2 separate regions of the Gossypium hirsutum genome follow, and region 1 is linked to region 2. Evidence: chromatin contacts called from public Hi-C data. All regions are on one chromosome and are shown on one strand. Each heading gives the region's core, a stretch centred on a gene start, on an enhancer-like site or on the middle of the called end of the contact. The rest is flanking DNA. Distances are from core to core; before and after follow the strand shown. Region 1 holds the start of LOC107903992 (ethylene receptor). Region 2 overlaps LOC121216750 (isochorismate synthase 2, chloroplastic).

The links. Hi-C and Micro-C count contacts between places; a contact is called where the count stands out from the background.
Region 1: a Hi-C map of callus shows a contact between it and region 2, with 2.4 times the contacts expected there. The contact joins the promoter of LOC107903992 here to the enhancer-like site in region 2. A contact is called at or near these places in 2 of 34 Hi-C or Micro-C datasets (callus and leaf).

What each region holds. Positions count from the first base shown.
Region 1 is chrD05:53,994,169-53,997,626 of Gossypium_hirsutum_v2.1, reverse strand. LOC107903992 (ethylene receptor) reads right to left here and starts at 1,499. Exons shown (of 7, transcript XM_016830236.2): 1 at 1,343-1,499; 2 at 1-151. The coding sequence starts at 111.
Region 2 is chrD05:53,222,478-53,225,797 of Gossypium_hirsutum_v2.1, reverse strand. LOC121216750 (isochorismate synthase 2, chloroplastic) reads left to right here. Exons shown (of 14, transcript XM_041092149.1): 11 at 1-36; 12 at 433-530; 13 at 758-850; 14 at 1,087-1,335. The coding sequence ends at 1,104. Among protein-coding and RNA genes, the nearest start is that of LOC121216749, 2.7 kb to the right of the region's middle. Within about 2 kb of position 1,492, at least 2 of the 9 cell types and tissues checked have an H3K27ac peak or open chromatin away from gene starts, as enhancers often do.

The sequences.
Region 1 (3,458 bases), core at 250-2,749, 770 kb before region 2:
TAAGGGGATCGAGAAATAAGCAAGTGCAATGAAGAAATCAGAAATATATTGATATTTCATCAACAGGTCATCCGGAGGCCATTGTGGCTCGATACAGTTGCAAGACTCCATCCAATTGAATCACCAAAGCTCTTGCTGCTTCTTCACATACCTGATGGGACATGTATATTATTAACATTTCAAAAACCCACTTGGTTTACAACATAAAAACAAAGAGAGAATAAGAACATACAACATTGGCATTCTCCAAGAGGGAAATGCAATATGTAAGACCAGATGACACGATCATATTGAAACGAAAGAAGTACCTTTTATCTCATGAGATAGGATGGTGTATTTGATACCCCTTAGTTCCATGGGTTCTACCCTAAAAAGTTGCATTTAATCATATGTACACCAAATGCAACGCGATAAAATTTACGACTATATACTATTGTTAGTATCAGCCGCATCAATAAGATCCATATAATGCTACCAACTTTCCTCCCACTTTCTTGCTTACCAAACATGGTCTTTAAGCATAAACAATAAAGAAATTCGAAATTAAGCAAAATAGTTAAGTTTAAGCGGAGAAATAAAAGCACAACAAAGACACTTCACTAACATGCACTAAATTATCGATTAAACAATGAAAGACACGATGAATTCGCACAAAGGGAAATCATTTCTCATAATGTAAATTTTACAATAACAAATACTAAAAGAATTTAAAATAAAAGGTTCCATCCAACAAACAAAGAGAGGTAAAAAAAGAGGGGGGGAAAAAACAAGTAGAACCCACTAAAATCATGCATTCTACATAAATCACTAACAACAATTAATATACTAAAAAGCCATAACTAAGTGCCACAACCAGTTGAAACAATATAAAATGGAACTATATCTTGAAATGATAAAGCAATATATATAATTAAGCATTCAGCCTAAAACCAATTGGCAATAAAAGGAAAGGCTCAACTTTAATATAAGATTTAAACAAAAAAAATCATATTTATAGTAAATCAAAGCTAACTTTACACATATTATCCAATCCCTTTAACTTTTTTTAAAAAAAATCTTTTATTTAATTTGAGAAGAAAAAGCATTGACCTGAGAAATCCAGAGACAGGGAAAATGCAGGAAAAAAGACCAATTTAAAGGGCTTTTTTTTAAATAAATCAAATTTCCAAAAACAAAACTTACCCAAAAAAATCAATCAAGCTAGTAAAACTTCTTGAATGAACATAAAAAAAAATTCACCGACAATCAGATGCCCAAATTAATCCAAAAGAAAAAGGAAGGTAGAAAAATTAAGAAACATGAAAATAAATAAATTGGAAAGGAAAATTTAAGAGCAAATAACCTTGTTGATTTTCGTTTTGGGGCAGTTCAATTGCAAATACTTTCCATTCAGACAAGCTTTGACGATCTGTGTTATTTGGTGGGGGTTCGTTTGCCTTTGTTTTCCCTTCAATTTAGGGAGTGGAAAGTAGACACCAGAACCTAACATGCCTCATAACGATGATATTACCACACTGTGAGGCTTGTTTTCGTGACTGACGGCCTAATCAAGGCGGTTTCGAGTTACCATTACTCAATCTACGGTGGAGAGTAAATTGATCGTCACAGACGCGTAGCTTTATCAATCTTAGTTACAGGAATCCAACATGGATGACAGCTTGTATTTCTTCACTTCTACGTGTAAATATCACAAGACCATGGATAATCAGATGATTTTAAAAAAGGATTTAATTGTGCAAAAAGTCCTCAAATTTTTTCAGAAAAAGTAATTAAGTCCCTTTTTTTTTACACTCATTTGAGTACTTGAACTTTTAAAATGCATCAAAAAAGCTCTCAAATCTTTTCAAAAAAATCAATTCAGTCCTTATTTTTTCTCCCAATTGGGTACTTGAACTTTCAAAATGCATCAAAAAGACCCTCAATTTTTTTCAAAAAAATAATTAAGCCCCTGCTTTTATTAAAAATTAGAAAAAAAATTATAAAAAATTAATATCAATAAAAACTATAAATATTATTAAATTTTAATAAAAATTTTAAATATTAAAAATTAGAAAAAAAATATAAAAATCGTAAAAATATAAAAAAAATTGTAAAATTTTATAAATATCATAAAAATTATAAAAAATATATAGAAATACAAAATTTTATAAAGTCGTAAGAAAACTATATAAACTATCATACCAAAAGATACATTTTATAATTTTTCTATAACTTTTATTGATTTTTATTTTTTTATCATTTTTCGCCACATGTCACGCTGTGTGATGACTTTAATTGAAAAAAACTAGGGATCGTTGACTTTAACAATCAACAGTTAAAGTTAATTGTTAAAGGGATTTTTTGATGCATTTTATATTTTTTATGATATTTATAAAATTTTACAATTTTTAATTTTTTTACGATTTTTATAAAAAAAATTTTAATTTTTAATGAGAGCAAGAGCTTAATTACTTTATTGAAAAGAAAACTTTTCAGTGTCTTTTTTATGCATTTTGAAAATTCAAGTACTTAATTAAGTGGTTTAATTTTTTTTTGAAGAAGTTTGAAGGCCTTTTTGATGCATTTTGAAAGATCAAGTGCTTAATTGAGTGAAAAAAAGCTTAATTACATTTTTTAAAAATTTTGAAGACTTTTTACACTCTTAAACCTTTAAAAAATAAAAAACTAAAATAAATTTAATTTGTATTCAGTTTATTGTTTTAATAATATAAAAATTATATTTAAACTAATAATTCCATTACATGGCGTAATTGAAAATCATATATTAATGATTGAAAGATACCTTTTTTTCCTCATTCCAAGAAAAAAAAACCTTTTTCTGGTAATGAATACTTGTTTATTAACACTTCGACTTTTTATATAAAAATATATATAATAATAAATTTGGCCACTAATATTTATATATTTTGTCAAAATAGTTTTAATTGTATTTTTGAGCATATTTTTACCATTAACCTTTCTTTTTTCAATTTGTTTTTTTAACATATTTGTTAAAAGTACGGTTAAAAAAATTAACAGGATGATGTGAAATTTCAAATGTGAAATATTTTTAATAAGATATAATTTATTATTTAAATAACTCAATAAAATAATTACATATGGAAAATAATAAAATAAATAAATAATTCATGAAGTTAAAAAAATCTTAATTTAAAGAAAATAAACGTAATTATCTAAAAAAGGTTTCAAAAAAATATACACATCAGTATTTTCGGTTTGATTTATTAATTATCTTTTTGAAACATTTCAGTAAATAAACGTATGCATTCATTTTGAAACATTTTTTTAGATAATTATATTTATTTTCTTCAGTTAAGAGTTATTTTTTAATTTCATGTATGATTTATTTATTTTATTATTTTTCACATGTAATTATCTTATTGGGTTACTAAGTAATAGATTACATCTCATTAAAAAAATTCACATGTAAAATTTTGCATCATCCTGTTAACTTTTTT
Region 2 (3,320 bases), core at 243-2,742:
CAAAAGAAGCTGCACGCCTCTTCATTTCAGAAACTGGTATGTGGTATCCTTACAGATTATATATACTGTTTTTGTTTGTTCTTCTACAGCCATGTTACTTAGGATAAGCGTGGGATAGGAGTATGTCTTCGACACAGATATACTCGACTTTTAAAAGTTTTTTCAAATATTTGGAGATTTCTAACCTTGCATCTCTATTTGAATATATAAACTGGACACGGATATCTAAGGAAATTGAAAACTCGGTTCTAAAGAAATGTTGAATTCCTCCTTAAGTTTGACAGCTTGACATCTTGTGCTCCATATGTTCATTGTTTAGTGATCTATGGAAAATGATCTGTCTAAAAACTTAGACTGCCAATTACCATTCTCTTACAGAACAAAACCGTTTGATGGCTGCTATACTCATTTCTTAAACTTTTCTGCCTTCAGAAATGTTTGACCGAGGGATGTATGCTGGACCAGTTGGTTGGTTTGGAGGAGGAGAAAGTGAGTTTGCAGTTGGTATAAGGTCAGCATTAGTGGAAATGGTGAGCTAATTAAATAATGACCTCTACTAAAGCATGCTTGACTTTTGAGTGAGCATTGAAGTATCATCAAAGCTTCATACTATTCCACATCAATGCTTTCCTTTTTCAATGACCTCCAGCTAGATTATCACCTTATTATACTTGTAGTGACTCAATTTAATCATTTTAAATTGTTGTAAGAAAGCTTTTATGCTGCCACCAAAATATTTGACAGTTTAAGTTGATAGGATTCCGGAGCATTGATATACGCCGGAGCTGGGATAGTAGAAGGCAGCAATCCCTCGTCAGAATGGGATGAACTAGAACTCAAGACATCTCAGGTGAGTGTAAACGGATTTTTGTCCTTGTGAATTTTATATCTTTGCTTCCACATGGATGCGACATCGAATGCTCATACATCTGATTTGTATGTCAAGCCGTGTTCTTTGGACTTGAGAGCGAGCATTCAATATGAGTATGTTTATTCTTTTTCCAAGCGTTTAGCATACTTTCATACTCATATTGAAATATAGCAATTAAGAGTCCGGGTAACATGGTATTTAACGTTTTTCTGTAGTGTATGCCTTCTAAGTGATTGTGGGAGTGCTTTTGATTCTGCATGCAGTGCACCAAGTTGCTTCAACCGGAGGTTCCTCGGCAATCAAAAGTTGAGAATTTGGAAATCATTTATTAACAGGGTTAGTGATTTAGGGAAGAAATATATGATTCAGTACGTCTGGAGATTTGGTTTCTTTTTGTTTATCAATTAACAAGTTTTTAAAATTTGTGTGAATAATTTAATTAAAGCACTTAAAGTTTGATTTTCTTTCGTAATATTTCATAAATAGTGTAATGACGTGTCAATTGGTAAGGTTCGATATTATCTTCTATAGATGCCCACCAACTCTTCAAAGATTTATCACCTAAAGGTGCACTTCCTTTGTTTAGAACCTAAGATCACCCCATATAGGAGTTCTATTTACAATCATGGTACACTAATTTTCTTGTGCTATGATTCGTACCCACGTGTCCATAAACCGGTATTATCTTCTTTAAGCGTCCATTAATCATTCAAGATTTTGTCACTTAAAAGTGCAGCTCCCCATGTTCGTACCCAAGACCTTAAACTAGATCAAAGGATAAAAAGTAACTCCTATATATAACTTAAGTGCATTTTTGAATCACAAATCGTTGAGAAGAAGTCGGTCGACATCCAAAAAGGATGATAACAACTTGTGCTCACAGACATCAGTGCAACAACCCAAATAAATATTAATACCTTGTTGTTGGATGACTTGTGGTAAATTGTGTTTAAAGTAGGGTAAAGTATATTGACAATTACTCAACTTAGATTAAAATAACAAAACAGTCATTGAACTTTGAAAAGTTACAACTCAACCACTAAATTTTAAAAAAATAACAAACCAGTTACTAACGTTATCAAAAAGTAACAAATTAGTCACCCAGTAACATTTTCTATTGTAGGCCTAACGGAACAAGTGACATGGCCAGTTAATTTGTCACGTTAGACATGAGGAGCTGAAGGGTTTCAATTTGGGGGAGGGGAATAAAGAGAGATTTTCTTAAAGGAAGTTGGAAACTTGAAATCTAAGATCTAAGATTGTAGTTGAAATGATTTTTTTAGCAGAGAATTTTGAATTTGAAATCCAATGAACCAATTGTCATTGGTAATACAATTATACATACAAGAAAAAGTGAATATAAACAATAGAGCGACAAATCTCAAGTAAAACCCTTTTCCCTTTCCCATACTTAAATGGGAAGCCCCAAAACAACTCATAGTAAAGTTAGTAATACATATTATAGCAATAATACCTTAATTAAAAGAGCCAATCAAAAGAGATGATAAAATAATCCTAAAAAGGAATCCTATAAGCAAACAACATGGTCAAGAAAGAGGCTTCTATCTTGGTTGGTCAAAACCAAAAGCCCCCATGAAATGAACAAAAAAAGAATAAGAAAACAATAGAGAAAAGCAAATGAAAAGGTGAGCAATGGCATACACCAAGCTGAAGTAGATTCTATTCAGCTATTAAGATTTGGAACTAAAGAGGGAATAAGAAAAGGAGAGGAAATGCGTCATAAGTCGGCAACTACTAAAAACACCCCAAAACAACAATTGAAAAGGAAACTTGAAATGTTTTATATGAGAATGTAGTGGTTAAAGTGCTAGAAACCGTAGGATTCAGGCTTAGATCTAGAGGTTTCGGTGTTGATTTTGAAAAATCTAAGGTGACTTTGGGGTTTACAAGTTCAAAAGGAATGTTGTTGTCAAACTTAGAAAGTTTCTAGGCTTACTGACAATCATAAACAGTGGTTGCTGCAATGGACGGCTAAAGCTACAGAGACAGAATCACGGCCGACATATCCTTTTCTTCTCTTATTCTTCTTCTGCCCAACCCAGCTAAGGTTCTTAAATTGGAGTCGTTTACACCTTGGGATGACAAGTCAGCTTTCCGTTACAGACGTAATGGAAAATGGTTACGGGTGACTGATTTATTATTTTTTTAAAGTTTAGTGACTGAGTTATAACTTTTCAAAGTTTAGTAACTATTTTATTATTTTAATTAAATTTGAGTGACTATTGGTGTACTTTTCCCTTAAAAATATCTTCTCTAAAAGCAGCTTTAAACCAGTTGAGAAGGCGTGAAAAGCAAGAGCAGTGAGCCTGATTGCATGTCCCAGGTTTTGATGTTATCACATGTTGCTTGTCAACCCTTTGGATTGGTCTCCCTGGTTGAATAAAGAAGGCACCATTTATCATATCATTCTCAAGGTCGCGCTTCTGAT